2 separate regions of the Columba livia genome follow, and region 2 is linked to region 1. The links are chromatin contacts, called in public Hi-C maps. All regions are on one chromosome and are shown on one strand. The core of a region is the stretch at or near the end of the contact, and the rest is flanking DNA. Distances in the headings are between cores, read along the strand shown.

Region 1 (5,467 bases), core at 596-3,095:
AAAACCCAAGGAAGAAAAAAAAGTGCTCCCATCCTACCAACCAACACAGGTATTGGAGCTTAATCACCCGTCTTCCTCTAATTGGTGATATGGATCTTCCATGTGCAAATTTCTTGCAAATGCTTTAAGTGTTAAGACAGTGCGGCAAATTGCGGAGCTGAGGGCTATCCAGCTGAGACATCCCTGGATTATCTCATGGATTTCTTTAGAACAGGCAAGGTAAAAGTCAGTTTCTGCTGAAATTTGACTAAGAGCAGTCACCCATCGGGCTGGCCTCAGGCTCGGAGGGAAGATTTCCTTTCAATGCAGGGCTGCTGATCTCTTTCTGGGACAGTACGGTTCAAGAAGACTTAGTGAAGTGTTAGTTCCCCATGAACCTGTAAGCCCTGTTCCTGTACACGCACCAGTTAATCTCCTTTAATGGGATTCAGTTTTCTATACATGGCACCAGGTAAATACATATATCTGTAGTTCTCCCGGTCTCTTTTTTTTTTTTTTTTTGTCTGTATTAAATATTTTTGAACAGAAAACTGTAAAGGCCAGGCTGCTGTGATTGAGCACTGCTGGGTGCTTCCAGATACTTTCTCCTTCATGACAAGGCTCAGAAGGCGCTTGACCCCACTTCTTACAATTCACTTGGTTCAGCCTGGTTCTTGCCAGTCACTGCAGCATTATTGTACTGGGCCTTTTACATGCATAATTACCAATTATTTCTGACACAGCCAGGTGTTAAGATTTCCTGTGCTTTCTGTTTACCTTGCAAAATACCTTTGTTTTGCCTCTCTATTCTCTCATGTTCTGTTTGTCTTATCCACTATGTAAGCTGCTTAGACAAGAGGGGTTTTTTTTGAGCTAGGTGATCTCCTACCATCAGGGAAGGAATGAATCTGGGTCATTTTAGTCAGCCTGTGTGACGTGTTGTAGTTGCTGCAAATTACTGATTCACTTTTGTTGCCTCTGGCTTCTGTTTGCTTCTAATGTTTGGTCATTGGCAAGTAGCTCTGTTTGTTTCCACATCGTCTCTTCACTCTATTTATTCTTTCTTACGGTTTTTAGTTCTTCAGAATTATGCATTTCCTTGTGGCTGTTCTATAAATATAACTCAGTAGTATCTAAGTGGCCCTATTTAAGGATAAAGTCTCGTTCTTGTAGTTACTCTATGAACACATGACTGTTGTTGTTGTTCTGGGAAATTTGCCATGTTGAAAAATGCAAATATCTGAAAAGAACCGCTTCTCTCTGTCCTCTTTTTGGCTCTTGCCATTGCTATTTCGCAAGTTTGTCTCCTTCCTGTGCTGCATCCCATATCTGTTCCTGCCTCCTCCTCTTTATGTGTGTAATTTGCAGTGCTGACTTCAATTTACTTTTGTGTTCTAGTCCCGGGAAGACAGAAAGGTAGAAGCCATCATGCATATGTTTGAAAACTTAGAAAAGAGAAAGAGGAGACGAGAGCAACCATCAGACCGTAACAGCACCGATGCTGAAACCAGCATCAATTCTGAAGCTCCTGAGTCGGAGGAAGTAAAAACAGAAACTCCTGAAGTTGAAGATGGAAGTTCAGCACTGAGTGCCGCTGCTCCCAATGTGTCGAACAGTAACAGCAGTACTGGGGTGAACACACGGCGGTCTTCACAAGTAGTGGTAAGACGAAGATAGGCCTGTTTAATAGCTTGTACCCAGCTCACATGCAGCATGTCCGATCGTAAGATCGTTCAGGTTGAGAGGAGCTTCGTGGGGTCTCTGATCTGTTCTGCAGCAGGCTGGGTCACCTCTGAGGTCAGACCAGGTTGGCTGGGGTTCTACCCAGTCTGCTCTTGAATAGCTCCAGGGATGGAGATTGCACAACCCCTCTGGGGAACCCCGTCCAATTCCTAACTGTTCTCATGGTGAGAAAATTTTGCCTTGTATCTGGTATATACACTGATGCATCACTGCATCTCCTTGGTGGCTTCAGTCTGAATGCAGGACGACTGCCATTAGGTCCCCCTGATCCTTCTCTGGACTGAACAAGCCCAGTTCCTTCACCAAGTGGGCCTCTTCCATGCTGTTGTGAACTTAAGTTGGATGCACAACTGCAGTGGTTGAGTAATTCTTTTGCTCTTTGGTTTTTTTGGCCTGCTGTACTTTGAATGCACGTGTATGGCAGGGCCTGGAATGATATGTGTCCGCTCACACCAGGGGTAAGAGCAGTTACCTTGAGACAAGCAGCAAGTTTCATATACTGCTGCTTTTTTCCTTAAGATGAGCATTCTGGTCGACACCTTTAAAAACACAGCAGACAAAACAATGCGCCAGTGTTTTAGGAGGGTCCTCAAAGCCATCTTATGAGCCCATACAAACAGAGTCCAATCAGATTTTATGATTCAGATAAACAAATCTCAATCATTAATCCTGTATGCAGAGAAAAGGAATACTCTTAGAGGTCCTCATACTAATGACAGTTTATATTGTAGGATGCTGTCGCCGAAAAAACACTTACTAAGCCAGCTCCAGCAAAACCCTCCAGGCCCCGACCAAAAAGTCGCTTCTCTCGATACCGGACAAGTTCAGCCCAAAGACTGAGAAGGCAGAAACAAGCCAGTTCCCAGCAAGCTGAACTCGCACAGGCTGTCCCAGAGGAAGGAAGCACTGCCAGCTTGGTAACCGCAACAGATGTCAGCAATGTGGAAGGTCCAGGAGAAGGCAGACAGTTGACAGGATCTGACCCAACTGCTGTCCTGGCTGCAGGATCTCAGACAAATCGAGCTGCAGTAAAGTACCCCAAAACGAAAAAGGTAAATGTGATTGAGTGGTCAAACTGAAGAGGGGGGGAAATGACAGTCTGTGCAGCCTTCAGGGAGAGGTTGGCTTAGGGGAAAGTTCTTCAAAATAGTTGGGATTACATGACTTTTTATTTACTGTATTATTTGTTTTGTAGTGGCTGAGAGCTGTCACCATGGATCAGAATCTGGCTGCTCAGCCCTGTATACACAAAGATCAGAAACAAAAAAAAATAGCTGATCTTTACAGCAAGTCACATAGACCTTAGATATCATCAGGGTGTACAGGTGCAAGAGGAAAGGTCTCACTTTTGGGTATGGCAAAGAGTTCTTGAAAGAGGCAAATTATACAGCTTTGTGTATGTCGGGATGAAAATGTGTCCAACTTGAGGGGTCCTGAGAGAGAAGGGTAGGAGGGGCTTGGCAACATAAGGAATTGCAAATTTTTGCACTTAAAAGAGAAAATGCGTGTTAAAAAAGCTTGGATGCATATGATCTCAAGAAATTTTCTGTGTATTCCCAGTGTCTTAGGAGCAGGGAGAAAAAGATGATCAGCCAAGAAAGTTACCTTAAACCAAGCAGTACAGAGGTGTAGTGAGACTCGCTTAAAACAAAACCAAGAAACCCACCTTGAAGTAACCAGGGTGTTGCATCTTGTAAAGCGTATTAAAACAAAGGTTCTCTTGTGTACACCAGCAAGAGAAGGAAGAGAGAAAATTGGAGCCATGTAGTAAAGATTAGTTGGAATTTAAAAACAAATTTGTAATGGCATAAAAATGTGTGTTTGTGTGGGAATTGGCAGAATCTTTTTGGGATGAGGTGGGATGGCAGCCTGAGGGTATTCGCTTAGGACAGAGTAGAAGGGGTTAGCTGTTAGCTTTCGGCTTAGAATTGGAGATCAAGAGGGAACGTGACTGTGGACTAAAATGTACAAACTGGGAGAAACTTGTAAGGGAAAAAAGGAAAAATTGCAGAAGCTACTGGGCAGCTGCCACATATCAGGCATAAATTAACTGTTAATACATTTAGCCATGCAGCTAGGAACTTGTTTTGAACAAAGTGATCAAGTTTTGGGGGAAGCTTCCGCTAAGGTTAATGGTCCATAAAATCAAGCTACTTGTGTAAAACTGGATTAGCTGTTGTGCCTGCAACAGGTGAGAACTGGGTTTGCCGCAGGGTGTCCTGCTGTGTCCCTGCCTGTTGAGGAGGAGGTTTTAGCACACGGGCTGACCTGAGCATTGCTGCCCCATACGCCTTTGTGCCGTATTGCCTTTCTTCTTCACCTGTGCTGGTTGCGCTGACACGTATGTTTTCTCCTTCAGTATCTTGTTACCGAATGGCTGAATGACAAGGCGGAAAAGCAGGAGTGCCCCATTGAATGCCCTCTGCGCATTACTACAGACCCGACAGTTTTAGCGACGACCCTAAACATGTTGCCAGGTCTCACCCACTCCCCGCTGATTTGTACCACGCCTAAACACTACATTCGTTTCGGTTCACCTTTCAACCCCGAGAGACGTCGAAGGCCATTTCTGTTGGATGGAATTTACAGCTCCTGTAAAAAGGTATGTTTGCGCATGTCTTATTTTCAGGGTTAAGCTCAACAAGATCTTACTGGCACCCCTGTGAAGCTGTTGTGTCCTCTTTGAGCCCGTTTCCACGTGTTCCTGCTGAGCCGGCCGTGCCCGATGTGTCGATGCAGTCTCCAGGCGATGTCTGCTGACCCTCTCCTAGCCACTGTTCCGTTTTCATCCTCACCTTTTGCCGTGGTAGAACAACTGTTCTGTGACTCTGCTCTTAGAAACATGTACCTTCAAATCTGCAGTGGCTGTTTGTTATCCAGCATATGCTATGAGTTTTAACTGTTGCCCTTAGAAAGTTTTTTGTTACTGTTATACTTTCACAGTCAGAGGATGGTTGGCATTGTGGAGATCGGACAGTGTTGCAAAAGATCCACAGAATACAGTGCCTCAGCAAGACCTGTTGTCTTTGGAGAGCATTTGTTTCTTAGCAAAGCTTTTGAATTTGTTCACAAGAGCAAGCCCTCAGCCCTTTAGGATCATAGACTGTCTATCTACAACAGATACTTGTGGCTGTGCAGGAAGAACTGAGCCCAGGCAAGGACTTCATCCCTCCAGAGATGGTATGTGGCCAGTAAATACTGGTATTTACCCATCCACAGGGAAACAGTAGTTCAGGTTAGTTTGCTCAGTCAGATTTCCATCAGGATCCATCTTACCTATTGCCTGTCAGCCTTGTTCAGAGGCTCTTGTAGTTCCTGTGTCACTACATGACAATTTTATGGAAATCCGTTCTGATCTTCCAGTCTTGGTAGCTTTCAAAGTCGGGTACCACGTCCTGGTTTCTTTGCTTTCCTTTGAGGAAGTTTTTCCAGAGGCAAACTTTGGACTTTGCTGTTGTACACTAACAGGCACCTGCAAAAAGAAGCTAAAGTCTCTCCTGGGTATTTTCTTCCTCGGTAAAGCTCTTGATGGTTCATCTGCACATGTATGAACAAAACCATGTTTGTTTCCGTGCGCCTGGGCAATCTCCCCATGTATCTTTAAGCTGAGAACTGTGAGGTTTGAGTGACTTTTTCAAACCCTTAATACAGTGTCTTTGAGGCTCAGGGCAGAAATGGTGAAGTTATTCAGAGTTCTCTGGTGCATTTGCTGCACAGCTGGCCAGCAAGCTCACAACTCAGTGAC
Region 2 (5,006 bases), core at 1,787-4,286, 160 kb before region 1:
TTGGAATAAACATCTAAGATTTCAGTTGTAATTAGCAATTTCATTTTGTGAGGCATGGTAGAATTGGTTTCCAGCGTAGAAAAACTGCTTTTTAAAGCAGGTAATGCATTTAGAAGTATTTTATGAAATCTATTGGAAAAACAATCCCTTTTGACCAGAAATTTTTTAACTAATCCATATTTAAATTTCATAGCAAGAAAGAATTTAGTACTATAGTTTCTTAGTTCCGACAAAGGTCAGACTGAATGAGTGGTTCTGCTGTTTGAAGGAAATCGAAAAAAACAACCAAACAAAAACCAAAACAACAACAAAAAACCCTGGCATGTGTTTTATGTCTTTGGAAGGTCATAACTTAGAAACCACTATAATGCCTTTGGAAGATGGGGGTCCAAATGCTGCCATTACACTTTGGATAAAAGGAAATGGGAAGATGGAGATTGGCAGAGCTGCTAAAGGCTGCAAAGGAATCACTAGTTCCTGCCGACCCAGGAGCTCTGTGCTCAAACTGCTGTTGTATCTGTGTTATATTGTGCCTCTCTTTCTAATTGTTTAAGGCAGCTGGGGGAGGAAGGATCAGCTGGAACCTAAAAGCATGAGAAACTCCCCCAGCAGCTCCCAGTGTTTTGAAGCTTGCTGGGCAGTGCAGTGAAGCATTTTAGGATGTTCTGGGTTGTGTGCTCATGCTTTCTTAGCCACTCTCAGTCTAGAATCATCGTACATTACAATTATTTATTAATTAAGCCTCAGAATATTTAATAGCACTATCCACATTCTGTGGAAAGAAGAAAACTAAAATGCAAAATGTCTTATGTGAGGTCACAAAGCCAGTCTGTAGCAGCGGTTCAAAGCCAGTCCTCCAGCCTGGCTGACTTAAGCCAGAGAAGTTTCATATTTAAGACCTCACGTGAATCAGTATGTGGAAGTTGTTCAGAGTAGGGTATGATTTCCTTGGAGCTGAAATAACTCAAAAGAGTAGACAAAGTACTTTAAGACATTAGAGCTTGACTTGAATTCATTATAGCAATCATATCCTTCAACAGTTTTACCTATAAACAATATTTGCATTTATTCTGCTACTATTTTAATCATGGGCATTCATTTCATACTGCCTTCTGGGCTTTGTTTTTTCTGTGCCCTTCAGACTGTGGGTAATTTTATGTATATATGTGATTTAGGAGCTATAATGTCTTTGCATTAGTTTAACACTGAGCTGGAGCTGCACTAAGGAATGAAATGCCATTTATAACATAGTATTATGTAAAAACATAAAATCAAAGTGTTCCTTTGTTCAGCTCCATTTCCATAGCCTGTATTAAACACAGGAGGATTCTTGGCCAGGAAGGCGGTTCAATGTCTACATTAAACTAAAGCCTATTGAGAACAGCTCTCCCACAGCAGCGATCTGTCACTTTGCCATTTGGTCTCTTTCCCTCTTGTCTTGATTTTTGGCTGAAACGCCTTTGCATATTCTCTCATGGTGCAGAGCACACATTTCTATTCAATCTGTTTCACTCAGACCACCTCAGGATAGCTTCACTGTGACTGGCAACCTCATTCATTTCATTTAGCAATTCGCAGGGCAAACAACTGCTTATTGACACACTGCCAAGGTTGTATTTCTGTCATGTTCTGGCCAGATCTAGAAGGCGTCTCACATTCCTTCTTCATCCTCATTTTAAACCACCGTAGCATCCAGGGCTGCCCCTCTCTCCAAACCCACTGAATTAACACCAAGCTGATTCACCTAAAGCTTTAAAGAACATACAGGCAGGGGTTTAGACCAGAATGAGATTATCACACTGTGCTGTCTTGTAGAAGATCCCGCTCCCGCCAAAAGGGATGCCTAACTTCTGCACAAAGGGCATCGAGAATTCCATGATGACATACGTCCAATGTCTGCCCTGGTACTAGTCTCCAAGCCCTTGACTGCAGATGCTGAAGAACACCCCTCATTGTGCCAAGGGCGAACGCAACCCACACGTGGTAAAGTTCTGGGAGGCTTTTCTCTTTGGGGACGCCTGGCTTTGGCTTTAAGGAACAGGCTGCTTGGGATTGCACGCTGAGGCTCTGCAGACAAGCAGCTCTCTCACCTCGCTGGAGATGTTCTGACCATCGCTGAGGGGCAGCCGGTCATGGGTGGCTCCGGGGCCTCAGGGCTGCCTGGGGAACTGCTGGAGAGTCCAGAGCAGGGCAGTGAGGAGGATGGGGTGGAGCATCTCCCGTGTGAGGAAAGGCTGAGGGAGCTGGGGCTCTGGAGCTTGGAGGAGACTGAGGGGTGACTCATTAATGTTTATCAATATGTAAAGGGTGAGTGTCAGAGGATGGAGCCAGGCTCTTCTCGGTGACAACCAATGATAGAACAAGGGGCAATGGGTTCAAACTGGAACACAGGAGGTTCCACTTAAATTTGAGCAGAAACAACTTCACGGCGAGGGTGATGGAACCTGGCCCAGGCTGCCCAGGGAGGTTGTGGAGTCTCCTTCTCTGCAGACATTCCAACCCACCTGGACACCTTCCTGTGTAACCTCATCTGGGTGTTCCTGCTCCATGGGGGGACTGCACTGGATGAGCTTTCCAGGTCCCTTCCAACCCCTGACACTCTGTGATCTGAAGGGTGCCCAGGCTGTGAGGGGTGTCCGGGCTCTGAGGGGACTTCCCGGGCTCGCGCGCCGCCCTGAGGCGGGAGGCTCGCGCGCCGCCCTGAGGCGGGAGGCTCGCGCGCCGCCCTGAGGCGGGAGGCTCGCGCGCCGCCCTGAGGCGGGAGGCTCGCGCGCCGCCCTGAGGCGGGAGGCTCGCGCGCCGCCCTGAGGCGGGAGGCTCGCGCGCCGCCCTGAGGCGGGAGGCTCGCGCGCCGCCCTGAGGCGGGAGGCTCGCGCGCCGCCCTGAGGCGGGAGGCTCGCGCGCCGCCCTGAGGCGGGAGGCTCGCGCGCCGCCCGGCGCGTGCTGCCACAGGAGCGGAGCGCACGCGCAGCGCGGCGGTTCCGCGCGCTCCTCCGCGAGCTCCGGAGGGGAGACCCGCTCCCGAAGCGGGGAGGGGCCGGCGGGACGCGGTGCGCATGCGCAAGCGCACACAAGCGATGTGCGCGGCTGTTGGTGCGCATGCGCCAGCGTCATTCGTCGCAGCCCCTGGGGGGCGCATGCGCACGGCTGCGGTACCGGCCAGCAAGGCCGCCTGCAGCGCCGCAGCGTGACCGCGGGGGGGCGCCAGAGCCCGCGGCCGCTCCCGCCCCGGAGCCGCCGCCGAGGGGCCGGACAGGGCCTGTTCCTCCCCCCTCCGCCGGGTGCCCAGTGCCGGTCCTGCCCTGCTGAAACGTGCTTCACGAGGACGAAGAACGCTGCGTCCCCCCAACAGTCACCCCAGCCCTCTAGAAACAAGGAAACCTTTTGAGCACTGACATCTGCAGGCTCTGCCTTAGGAGCCAACAATGTCTTCAGATTTACCATGTAACTCCACGCAAAGTGCCTCACTGTTTACCGCAGCAATCCCCCCCAGCTGACAGCTGCCTTTCCTGCGGGAGCAGCCCGGATCTCACCATTACCGTTCACTGAGGTAAGAATCACAGAATGTCCTGAACTGGAAGGGACCCACAATGATCATCGAGTCCAACTCCTGTCCCTGCTCAGGACACCCCACAGGTCACACCGTGTGTCTGAGGACGCTGTTCAGTCTCTTCTTGAACACTGTCAGGCTTGGGGCTGTGACACCTCCCTGAGGAGCCTGTTCAGTGTCCAGCACCCTCTGGGTGAAGAACCTTTTCCTCATGTCCAACCTGAACCTCCCCTGACACATCTTCCTGCCATTCCCTCGTGTTCTGACGTCGGTCACTAAAGAGAAAGAGTTCGGTGCCCACCCTTCATCCACCCCTTGTGAGGAAGGTGTAACTGCTGAGGTCTCTTCGTCTCCTCCAGGCTGAACAAACCAAGAGACTTCAGCCACTCCTTAAGTTTCCTCTAATGCACACGCACTCTGCATTAATTCTTTCCCCCTTAGTTCCTACCTTGGGAATGTCACATTCCTCCCTTGAAATTTCTACACCCAGTGTACTGCCACTGCTGTTCATTTCAAAAATTTCTAGTTCCATAAGCACTGTTTCCTTCCTCTCTCCTCCACAAAGGTATCGCTGGGATTGTAATCATATTGGTACACAGAAGTTCAAGAAAAACAAAGTGTAGGTGATTATTTGTAGGACAAAGGCAAGTTCAGCAGCCACTGGGACTACAGGGCATAGTACAACAGTGTACTTAAATAGTAATATGAAAAGGAATATTGATTTGGATAGTGGCTGATGCTAAGGCAATCACTTTGCTGGCAATGGAAATATAACTCAACCTTTTGTGCAGACAAAGCTTCCAGCTCTTACGAGAGCATGTGCTGATATCATGACACCTTGGGCAGCTGCAGCTAAACCTCAGCCTCCTGATTAAAACTGGATTTTAACACTAAGGCCTGACTCTTGTTATCAAAAGAAGAGCGTAAGTTGAAATTCGGTCTCATAAATGACCAAACCAGCAGATGCATTCAGGCTTCATAAGGTCGCAAATGGCCTTCAGTAAAAGTTTAGTTTCCAGTATAAAACAGTAATACAATTTTTAAAACAAAACCTACAGGTAAAGAGATAAAATATTACATCTTAACAAAAAAAGATTTATTATGACTTAACAAAAAAGATTTATTATGACTAAACAAAATGTACAATGTTTCCCAAATGACAGTGAGTTTTCATGACTCTCTGAAGTCTGCAGGTCCATTGAGTAACTCGATCACTTCTTACCCTGCGATTCGATCAAACTACTTTTTGCCAGACTTCTTTATTCCGCCACTGGCTGCCAAAAGAAACAACACAACTTGTTAGAAAACCGTTAAAATTTAGTTCCTCATAAAATCAAATCCCCACTAGAGTGCCTGTACAACTCAGATCCTCACTGGTTAATTGTTTTTGCATGTGTTACTCTTCTGTATTTGTGGTCTCACATACTTTACTCCAAATGAATAACTTAAGAAAGAG

The links. A called contact is a pair of places that touch in the nucleus more often than the background predicts.
Region 2: a contact with region 1 is called in a Hi-C map of crop, with 3 times the contacts expected there. The contact joins two enhancer-like sites. A contact is called at or near these places in 2 of 2 Hi-C or Micro-C datasets (crop and liver).

The regions. Positions count from the first base shown.
Region 1 is chr10:18,347,384-18,352,850 of bColLiv1.pat.W.v2, reverse strand. It overlaps SETD5 (SET domain containing 5), which reads left to right. Exons shown (of 23, transcript XM_065074630.1): 13 at 1,378-1,641; 14 at 2,454-2,774; 15 at 4,082-4,324. Among named protein-coding and RNA genes, the nearest start is that of LHFPL4, 34 kb to the right of the region's middle. Within about 2 kb of position 1,845, at least 1 of the 3 cell types and tissues checked has an H3K27ac peak away from gene starts, as active enhancers do.
Region 2 is chr10:18,511,446-18,516,451 of bColLiv1.pat.W.v2, reverse strand. LOC102090588 (nascent polypeptide-associated complex subunit alpha, muscle-specific form-like) reads right to left here. Exons shown (of 4, transcript XM_065074812.1): 4 at 4,625-4,824. The coding sequence ends at 4,790. Among named protein-coding and RNA genes, the nearest start is that of CCDC51, 7.3 kb to the right of the region's middle. Within about 2 kb of position 3,036, at least 2 of the 3 cell types and tissues checked have an H3K27ac peak away from gene starts, as active enhancers do.